Linked DNA regions of Mus musculus: region 2 is linked to region 1. Evidence: chromatin contacts called from public HiChIP or PLAC-seq data. All regions are on one chromosome and are shown on one strand. Each heading gives the region's core, a stretch centred on a gene start, on an enhancer-like site or on the middle of the called end of the contact. The rest is flanking DNA. Distances are from core to core; before and after follow the strand shown.

What was found. HiChIP or PLAC-seq counts read pairs in DNA pulled down with a chosen protein or histone mark.
Region 2: a contact with region 1 is called in an H3K4me3 HiChIP or PLAC-seq map of embryonic basal ganglia, with 3 times the contacts expected there. The contact joins two enhancer-like sites. A contact is called at or near these places in 1 of 39 promoter capture datasets (the HPC-7 cell line) and 2 of 115 datasets of contacts at active chromatin or transcription factors (embryonic basal ganglia and embryonic stem cells).

What each region holds. Positions count from the first base shown.
Region 1 is chr3:121,486,495-121,492,067 of GRCm38.p6, reverse strand. It overlaps Slc44a3 (solute carrier family 44, member 3), which reads left to right. Exons shown (of 15, transcript NM_145394.3): 11 at 1,714-1,870. Among named protein-coding and RNA genes, the nearest start is that of Gm38684, 42 kb to the left of the region's middle. Within about 2 kb of position 2,462, at least 62 of the 459 cell types and tissues checked have an H3K27ac peak or open chromatin away from gene starts, as enhancers often do. A contact at or near this core is called in embryonic basal ganglia, where this site is marked.
Region 2 is chr3:121,787,051-121,792,595 of GRCm38.p6, reverse strand. It overlaps Abcd3 (ATP-binding cassette, sub-family D (ALD), member 3), which reads left to right. Exons shown (of 23, transcript NM_008991.3): 4 at 774-862. Among named protein-coding and RNA genes, the nearest start is that of Abcd3, 25 kb to the left of the region's middle. Within about 2 kb of position 1,990, at least 42 of the 459 cell types and tissues checked have an H3K27ac peak or open chromatin away from gene starts, as enhancers often do. A contact at or near this core is called in embryonic basal ganglia, where this site is marked.

The DNA of each region.
Region 1 (5,573 bases), core at 1,213-3,712:
AAAAAGAAAGAGGAGACGGGAAAATGTGTCAGAATTTCCTGGCCTACTCTTCCAGCATCAAATCAAAATGACAAAATAGATTTCCACCCCGACCCCCACTGCTACCGCCACCCCCCACCGCCAGGATCTACTGTAGTCTAGGCTGCCTTCAAATTCACTGTATAGAAGAGAATGATATTAAACCTTTAAAGAAAGAGATTTATTTATTATTATATCTAAGAACACTGTAGCTGTCTTAAGACAGCACCAGAAGAGGGTGTCAGATTTTATTAAGGATGGTTGTGAGCCACCATGTGGTTGCTGGGATTTGAACTCAGGATCTTTGGAAGAGCAGTCAGTGCTCTTACCCGCTGAGCCATCTCTCCAGCCCCCAATATTAAACTTTTGATCCTCCTGCCACTACCTCTACCTCCTCCTGAGTGCTGGAATTGTAGATAACACCACCACTGGGGGGGGGGGGGGGCGTCATACATAGCTGGAGATTGAATCCCAGGCTCTGTGCATGCTAGGCAGGTACTCTACCAAGTGAGCCACCTTGAAACACACAGCAGTTGAGTAGGCAGCCGGGTTCTACCCCAGTATTGCTGCCATGTCCCCTTTCTCTTCCTGGAGGACTTAAGAGCAAACTGCAGCGGATACCAACTCTGGAAACCTTGCTGCCTGTGGGCCTCCTCCTCCCTCAGACTCCCAGGCCACTGTCAAAACCCTCATTCCTAGCAACTTAGCAGACCCAGGCAGTGGTAGAGGAATCTTTTCTAAAGAAAGCAAGCTTCACTTGGAGCCCTGAAGTTGCTTCTGGGAACCCGGCCTCCTTTTCTAGAATGATGTCCCTGGGAACTCAGGGTCGCGAGAGGAAGGTCAGCAGAAGGATGATGTCATCTCTCCTTTCTTTTCGATTTCAGGTTTGAGGGAGAGGGAGGGCTGCTCCCATTCTGGTCTTTCTTCCCCTTTCTTGCTCTGAGAAGCTGACTTGCACTCATTCTTCAGAGCTCTGTCATTACAAGACCAGTAAATGATTCACACTTAAATGACCTTTAAGGAACGGAGAAGAAATCAGCTGGTTTAAGGGAACTCAAAGCTGTGTAGAGCTAAATGGCCCAACTTTGTTGTTTCTTCCCTTCAAAAACCATAGCTCTTGGTTACCTCTGCTGGCCTGGGTCCTGATCATGTGACTTAGAGGATGGCTATCATCGCCAAGTTAATACTGGCAGTAATTACACATATCCCTCGGTTGTTTAAACGGTGAACACAAGACAGACTTAATCTATTGCAAAGAAAAATAATGTCAACAGACAACCAGAAGGGCAGATGGAAGGATCAAGAACTATTAAAGAAACACACACACCCAGACACACACACACACACACACAGACACACACACACCCAGACACATACACACACACCCAGACAGACACACACACACACACACATACACACACACACACCCAGACACACACACACATACACATATATATAAATTAGCTCACTGATATTTTTTTCTGTTTTGTATTTTTGTTTTACACATTTTGGGGGGCCTCCCCAAAAAGTGAGTTAGTCCAAGATGTAAGGTAACCTTGGCTACCAAAGAAGATAAAGTACTTCCTGGGCCACCACTTTACAGGTTGCTAACGCCAATGAGGATCTGAACCAGAGAGGACCTTCTGGTTACATTTTACACAGTGAGTTTTGAATGTTCTTTTCCTCTGTTCCCAGGAATCAAAATGACCCTCCTGCCCGTCCAATCCTTTCGTCTCTCTTCGTACTTTTCTGCTACCATCAAGGAACTGCGGTGAAAGGGTCATTTTTACTCACTGTGACAAGGATCCCAAGAGTCATTTTCATGTGTATTTATAGCACTCTGAAAGAGCCGGTAAGACAGCCCCCTCAAGCCAACGAGCTAAGGATTGGAAATTTAAGGTCCCCACTCAGGAACTCAGACCTACTTCCCAAGCTCTGCTTTTGTCCTGGCTGAGGAAGGAGGAGTTGCCTGTTAGCTGCAGTTCTAATCAAAACGCAGAGCAAATGCTTGAATCCTTATAGAGCAATTTCAGCTAATGTTTGTGCCTCCTTCTTGTGCTTGTTTGTAAGTAAGATACATTACGAAGTAGGAATAATAGTGGCTCTGTTTTGATGCCAACATACTCCCTGCCTGCTGTGTTTCCAGAGGATGCCATGGGAAGTGATTGGTGTGAGCCAGGAGAGAAGTGTGTGTGTGTGTGTGTGTGTGTGTGTGTGTGTGTGTGTGTTCGAGTGTGTTCTCACCTTCACAGACACTTGTGCGCGTGTGTCCACACTCACACACACTTGAGAGTGAGAAATGAACACGCTGACCTACATTTCAGCTCAAAGGACAGAAAACTGTAGGGCTTTTGTGCTCGGCGTTTTCTCCTCCTCGGGTTCTATTTCCATGCGCATTTAGTTATGAAAGCCAGTGGAAACCAGAACACCAGGAAAACAGCTGTTCTCATGGCGTCTCTAAGCTGCCACACAAGGGAGGCTTGGACTTTCCCCAACTTTCCTGGACTCACACAATGCTAATCCTTCTCCGCCTCTGTTCCCACCTTGGGGGTTTGTGACCTGCTCTGAAATTCACCAACCTACCTGATTCCAGCCCTCTGGGTATAGTTACAGGACCTTAATAAATGGGGAAGTTTTATGCTGGCTCACCTTGTTTACAATTAATTGTGCTTGTTTTTAAGAACAGAAATCTAAATTGCCGATATTTTAAAGTCCACAATCAAGATTTCAGCCTAGCATATCAATTAGGAATAATGAGTTGAACTGCACGCTGGCTCCCTTATCTTACTGTGTTGAGCAGCTGACTATGAAATATTTTCCTGTGGTTCCTATTCAGGCCTGGCCTGGCTGCATTTTGAAGACTTAAAGAGACAGTTTTACCTGACCCAGTGCAAATCTAAGTAAGCTACTAGAGCCTTTGCAAACCTAAAAGAGAGGTCCTTCCTTCCTTCCTTCCTTCCTTCCTTCCTTCCTTCCTTCCTTTCTTCCTTCCTTCTGTCTGTCCTTCCTAAGGTTTATTTATTTTATTTATGTGTATATGTGTGAACCTGCTTGAGCATATGTGCCAGAATAACATCAGATCCTCTGGAACTAAAGTTACAGATGGTTCTGAGCCACCATGTGCATTCTGGGAGTCAAACCTGGGTCCTCTGCAAGAGCAGTGTTCTTAACCACTGAGCCATCTCTCCAGTCCCAGTGAAGGGCTTCTTGTAGTACAGAATCACATTTTATTTTTATCTTAAATATACTCATGTCAGGTAAGTATTTTGTACAGATGTAGCACACATCTAAATATATATTTTACTAATATATATTTATGATGTGTATATGTACTAATATATTGACCACTAATACATATATTTAATAAAGCCTATATTCATTTCTTTAACATGTGAATTAGTCATTGGTAATCATAAATCAATGAACAACTGAGAGATTGCTGTCCCCTACTGGGCAAGGTATCTTAAGTCCTTTGGGAAAACAGCCTCCATAAACCCAAAAGGAAATCTGTGGGAGACAGAGATCTTGCTGACCCAGATTTAAAGGGCTGTTCATCACTTCCCAGATTCCCCATTGTTCAAAGCAGCCAAATACCCACGCAGTGATGTCACTGAGATAAAATATGACCTCTCATAGGTGTTTTAGCATCCTTCTAGCTCTGCACTGTGTCTATAGCATCAGCATCTCTCACAGCCTCGCCCGTGATCTCTCCTGTGTTAAATAGTCTCATACACAGTTGCTGCCAAGGTAAAATCTGTCCACCTCAAGTTTCATCCAGTTGAATTAACACTGGGATAAAAAATGTCTATAAGACTGAGTAGGATAGGTCGGGCAGTGGTGGCGCACACCTTTATTCCCAGTACTTGGGAGGCAGAGGCAGGTGGATTTCTGAGTTCGAGGCCAGCCTGGTCTACAGAGTGAGTTCCAGACAGTCAGAGATACACAGAGAAACCCTGTCTCAACCCCCCCACTCCAAAAAAAAGACAGAGTAGGCTAGTTGAGAATTGTTAGCTGTTTTGGGTGTTTTGTTTTGTTTTAACTCTGGATAGTAGATGAGACATGGCAACCAACCCTTGCTTAGCTAGTTCATTCAGTTTTTATTTTTACATCTTCAAAAATTCTATCTAGAGACAGAGGCAGGTGGATTTCTGGGTTCAAGGCCAGCCTGGTCTATAGATTGAGTTCCAGCACAGCCAGGGCTACACAGAGAAACCCTGTTTCAACAACAACAACAACAACAACAACTTCTATCTATCTATCTACCTACCTACCTCTGGGGAAAGGAGCTGTGGGTCCTGGGAATTCAGCTCAGGTGTGGTGTTGAGCGTTTTTGCCTCCTAAGCCAGCTCTCCAGCCTGGGATTTTTTCTTTCTTTCTTTTTGTTTTTTAACAATAGAAGTAAATAGAACTTAGTGAGCCATCCCTTCCCCAGCTAATTCATTCTCAAGCTACACACTCAAATTAGATTTCAGAAGATTGATTGACTCTGAAATTTAGTCTGAAAACTTCACTATAGGACTTAATTTTCCCCAACATTAATCGTGATTATTTGTGTGGGCACATGACTAGTATCTATAATATATGATTCTGATTTCTTGTTGGTGACAAATAATTTGCAAACTTGAATTTAAAAAAATCAAAGTGTTCAAGGCATGGGGGCACATACTCATGGTCTCACCCCCAGAGGCTAGCAAGAGACTTGAGAGCTCAGGACTGGTCTTGCCATACAACAGCACCTTTGTCTCCAAAATAAAATAAAATAATGTAGCCAGGCATTGTGGTCCATAACTAAAATACCTACATTTGGGAGGCAGAAGCAGAAGACACAGGAGGAGTTCAAGGTTAGCCTTAGCTACATAGTAAATTTAAGGCCAGCTTAGGCTATCAGAAACTCCGTCCTCAAAACACACACACACACACACACACACACACACACACACACACACACACACTGTGAATACCATTTGACATTTGACACACTTAGAGACAGATGAAGAGAAAAGAGAAGATAAGAATTTCTTCTGTTGTTGAATACCAGTTAACCCGTTTCCCTTTCTGTGGAAGTTAACTGAACACACCAAAAGCCTGCATAAAGCTTAGCTCACCTGCAGTGATAGCAATTAGTCCAGTTGCTTGCATGAGATTGAGACAGTGGGGCTGGCAAGATGGCTCAGTGGGTAAGAGCACTGACTGCTCTTCCAAAGGTCCTGAGTTCAATTCCCAGCAACCACATGGTGGCTCACAACCATTCATAATAAGATCTGATGTCCTCTTCTGATGCGTCTGACGTCAGCTACGGTGTACTTATGTATAATAATAAATCTTTGGGCCGGAGCAAGCAGGGACTGAGTGAGAGGGACTGACCGGAGCAAGCAGAGGTCCTAAAAATTCAATTCCCAACAACCACATGAAGGCTCACAACCATCTGTACAGCTACAGTGTACTCACATACATAAAATAAAATAAATCTTAAAAAAAAAAAAAGAGTGAGAGAGTGAGAAGTGCTCTAGGAATCCCCTACTCTACCCCATCTTATCCGGCACCCTGCCGCCCAT
Region 2 (5,545 bases), core at 741-3,240, 300 kb before region 1:
TATTGATTATGTGGGCTGATAGTTATTGATCATGTGGGCTGATAGTTATTGATTATGTGGGCTGATAGTTATTGATCATGTGGGCCTGTTGGACCAGCACCTGCATGCTTCATGTGGCCTTGATCTTTTCCCCTTAGCCTTTGCCCTCTCCTGTCTCCCTTGGTTTGTCTAATGTGTTTGTAGGACACACCTACATTTGCTATTCTAGACGTTCCCTTCCTGTCTCTTCCACAGAGCTCTGCTTAGCTAAATTTGTTTATTTTCTTGTATAACTTTTGCCTTAAAAACTCAAGTTGAAAGCACTGAGAAAATCTGGACAGTATTAGAGACTTTTTATTTAACACGTTGAACCTCATTTTCTCAGGTTGTATAAAATGTAAAGCTCCATTGCTTGTTGTTTAGTTAATGTAGAAATCATTACCAGTGTTCTTTATTAAAGTAGCATATTAAAAATAAATAAGAAAATCACAGCATACCAAGCCAGAAAATCTTAAGTTACTTATCTAGTTTTTGCCATTGACTGTGAATTACTTGACCTGCCTTTGAATTCTAAATGAGATCATTAGTTAAATGCTCTATGGGGCCTTTAACATATCTGTTATAATTTTTAGTTCCCTTTAAGCTCTGTTAAAATTTATTATAGATAAAATATACATAGGATGTAAATGAATAGTTAGAATAGAACTCTGAGATTTGACCAAGAGCTTCACCAAGTTACTGTTTCTTTTAACATTCTGCAATGCATTTGGTTTACTCTGCCTGGTTTGTTTTAGACAGGCTACTTGTTACTTATTGCGGTTATGCTGGTATCTCGAACATACTGTGATGTTTGGATGATTCAGAATGGGACGCTCATTGAGAGGTACTTGTTCATTCACTTTCTCTTGTGGGAAGTAGTAGTTTGCCTTGTAGTTAAGCATTGTTGTTATAAGCAAAAAACCAAACCAAACCAAACCAAAACAGGGGAAGGTGTGTAAAATATACTGAAGTCCAGCTATGTGTTGTTCATCTGTATAAACAGTTTGGGCCCTTGTGTCAGGCACCATGAGACATGATGGTAAGGAGCTATACCAGTGAACAGCAGACATTCTGTACCGGGCCTTGCTGAGCTTACATCGTGTAAAGGGGTGAAGACAAATAACCAAAAATGAAAGTGCAGTGTAGCAGATGCTGTTACAAAAGCTTAAAGAGCAGGCAACTATTAGTGTCTAAAATTAATAAGATAATTTGGAGGAAAATATCAAAACATTTGGTGAGTCATATGGAGTGAGCAGTATTAAAAGAAAAAACCAGACTTTTCTGATTCTAAAGTTAATTTTTTCATGGTTTTTATTATGTTTCTAACATTTTAATCACTACAATTGAAAATTTTGGATTTAAAGTTGAAAAATGGCAGTTGGGATATTTCAGATTGTTGAAACACTAATTTCTCCGTTAATGAATTTACTATATTAAAATAAGAATGATAAGGTGAACATTTTTATTGGAATTCTGTTTCATAGTACTCCGTGTTTTATCAAATATGTATTAAAATAAATAATCTAAGGTAACTTTTTGGTTAATGTACCCACACTTTGGTAATCTTTTAAAATAACCTTTCATTTATACATCCTTGATCCGTAGGAAGCATGCTTCATGCCCGTGATTTCTGACTCTTTTGTGTAGGAAAGTGAAAAAGGACGTTTGCTTAATATAAAAGCCCTACGTAAAAATGTATGGGTAAACTGTGTAGGCTTTTAAATTCCACACACATCTCTCTGAGTGGACGGGCATCCTTTTAGAAGGCTCAGTGGCTTCGGAGTGTGTTTGTTCCCTGATTTGGAAGGAGAGAAGTCATTTGTGGTTGTCTCCTTGGTGACATTCTACAGTTTGGTTGTCAGGATTTCTTGGTTTTGAGATACTGTGTATTGTTGGAGCTGAGCTACAGGCTGTGCTCTGTAGTTGCTCTGTGCACGGCGTCTTGCTTGTTCTGCTGTTTATTAATGACAGCCTTTTGTTTGCCTACTGGTCTGACTCAGCTCCAGGTTTTTCACAGGACTGTAAAATCTCCACAGTGTATATAATTAAGATTGCCAAGCACACACTTGCACAAAACTTTACAACTTAATTTGCATTCCTGTTTTCATTCCATCCCGTGTCTCTAGTTTCCTGTATGCCTGAATCTTCTTTCTTTCTTTCTTCCTTTCTTCCTTTCTTCCTTTCTTCCTTTCTTTCTTTCTTTCTTTCTTTCTTTCTTTCTTTCTTTCTTTCTTTCTTTCTTTCTTTCAGATTTATTGTAAGTACACTGTAGCTGTCTTCAGACATACTGGAAAAGGGCGTCAGATCTCATTATGGGTGATTGTGAGCCACCATGTGGTTGCTGGGATTTGAACTCAGGACCTTCAGAAGAGCAGTCAGTGCTCTTAACCACTGAGCCATCTCTCCAGCCCATGACTGAATCTTTTACTGTTATTTTTCCCTGTTTACTTTCTCATTTTGGTAGATACCGTCTTTTTCTGAGACGGGGAAGTAAAACTTTGAGCCCTTGTGGATCTGAGAATGTCTCTCTCACACTCAATGGTAATCGAGCTGTGTTTATGCATTCCAACTGAAAGTCACTTGTCATTAGACTCTGACGTGTCACTCTGCAGCTTGGCTGCAGGCTGTAGAATCCTCAGGACTATCTTAAGAACTGCTGATGTCTGGGCCTCACTCAAGAGTTCTGGCTTAATTAGCTGTCACTGTTTGAGATATCAGGCGATTGTAATTTGCAGCAAGGTTTAGAAATCACCTATCATGTCTAACACTTTAATTCTATTACCAAGACATTTTCTCCACACTTTCCAGAGAATTTTTGATTTAACTTTATTTCCAAGAACCATTTTTTAAGGATCCTTATTAGAGTTAAGGATTTGTTTTTTAAAATTTCTGAAGCCATTCTTTTTTTCTTAGTTACTTTGTTTGTTTTGTCACTGGTGCCTAGAATTATTTCTGTGTCCTTAACAGTCCTTGTTCATGTTAAAAGATTTTTGGAATAGCTTGAGACTCTTGGCTGTAAATTCACACTTAAAAGTGAAGACTTTAAAAACCACTTAAGGCTTGTTGATTTCTATTCTATTCTAAGGTTGTCTATAGGAGCCTTAAGTGTATGCATATGTGTGCATGTGCAATAATATTTTTGGTCATGCTCTGTTTATGTAAGCTATAAGCCCAAGTAATTTAAGGCCTTAGTATGATAGATAAAACCAGAAGACATTTCTAACCTTCCATATGATTTGTAAAGCTTCATATTTTTCCTTGATAATTTTATCAATAATTTTAATTGATATTGTCTCTCTAATTATTATAGTTTTCACAGATGATACTGTATTTGTGTGTAGTAAAAATATACAGTTTATGACTACTACAAATATTATGTTATTTGGATAGAATCACATAAAGAATGGTACAGGATTGAATATTACTTTATCTCTTAAGGAATAGAATGAAAAATTACATTCTTAAAGATTTTTCTTTTCAGATATTATAAATTCAGTAATTTTTATGTACTAGGTATTTCTTTTTTATTGAATTAATTTTTTTTACATACTTAGTAATATAGAAAATTAATTGCCAAGGCTAGGTGGTTTGTAATCTAATTGATGATGATGGACATAAGCCAATTTATAATTCTGTTAGCCTAGTATTCAGTTTTAAATTTTAATTTTGAAACTGAAAAAATTCTTTTCTACAAGTTTTCTTGTAGTTTTATTTTATTTAAAACAATTTTTCTAGAGTTGATGTGGTGTGTGATGGCATATACCTGTAATCCCAGCTTTGTGGAGGCTGAGGCAGGGGGACTGCACGTTGGGGCTAGTCTGCACTCTGTTGCAAGACCCTATGTGTAAAATTAAATAAAATTAAATTAAAATGTTAATAATTTTTCACTTAGAGTGGGCTTTGAGGCCGCAGTAATCTTTGCTGTTTTCCTCTCTGGTTATGGCTTCTCTTCATGACACTAGAAAGTAAAGAAGTAACTAAAACAACTTCCTATGCACTATAGGCTTTGAGCTTCAGTCATATGTGGGACTTTGACACTTGGTTAAATACGAATTACTTACTAGTTGCTTAGCTAAAAAATGTTTAAGTATTGCAGGACAATAATGCAGGACAATTTTATTTGAAAAATTAATACTTTTTGTCTCAATATTAGAGTTACACTGTGAATGAATTTGTTTTTTTCTTTTTGGCCCTTCTAAGTAGGCTTAGGGTTCCAAGAGATTTGTGAGTGATATTAATGTGCTGCATTTCATTTTTTCATATTTAAGGCTGATTTGTTAGTAATGGCTGAGAAGTGTGTGGAGTGGGCACATTCATCTGTAGGGATGAAGCTAGTTAAGCCACAGTGTGGACGGACGAGGATCCTTCCGCTCTGGCTGCTCTGTCCACCCACAAAGACGGGCTTATCGTCGTCTACTTTGTTATGAGCATTGCTTTTAGAGCGCCAAGCCATCTCTCATGAATGTCCTCGAGTCTTCGGGAATAAAAATAACTTGATTATTCTTTCTTAACTACTTTTCTTTTGCAGTGGAATAATAAGCAGAAGTGTGGCTTTATTCAAGGAATCATTTTTTAAGTTTGTAGCAGCTACTCCATTGGTAAACCATGCAAGCGATGGGTGGATGGCATGCGCAGCACCACACGTTCTGTGTAGTGGTTCACAGCTTGGGCAACGCTAAAGCTCTTCTGTAGTGTGAATCAATTTTAACTAAAACTTACAAGCTTTTTTTTTTCTTTCAAGCTTTTTTTTTCTTTTTTTTTTTAGTACCCTAATTACTTCTTGTTTAAGATAGAATCATTGCTATAAACAATATCTTTGTACTGTTCCATTTTTCCCTTGTAGTTCAGCTTTTTAAAGACCAGTATTTCTATTTCATCAAGAATTGAAGAAAAATTATTTATTTTATTTTTTCCCATTAGTGTAGGGTAACAATTCCTAAGTTTTGCCAAGAAAATAGAGCATGTTCTAAAGCCCCTTTTGATTTTTATATATTAAAATCTTTGAAAAGATCCTTGGTAAAGATGTTTGATAGCTTTGTTTAATCCAGATTTCCCCAAATTTACTCACCTCCACCATCATAAAAAAAAAAAAAATGAATTGTTTCCTTATCATATACCAGTCAGCTATTTGGGAGACCTAGACAAGTTGTTTGCTGAAGTGTTTCTCAATATAAATATTATATATGCTCTCAATATATAGATATTTATAATATATTTATATATAGTTATAAAATTACATTCGGGAATACTAATAAAAATTCTCTGAAAAGAAAATTCTGTGACCACATACAAGATGTGTGGTCACTTCAAACAAGCTCTCTTTAATATATATGCGCAATATACTCATATCATAATGGCTTTCAAACTCTTATTAGAGTTTATTTTTATTTTATGTATATGGGTTTTGTTTGCATGAGTGTGTGTTCACCATATGCATGCCTAGTGCTTGTGGAGGCTAGAAGAGAGTTACACAGTCGTGAGCTGCTGTGTGGGTGCTGGATCAAACCTAGACCCCCTGCAAGAGCAG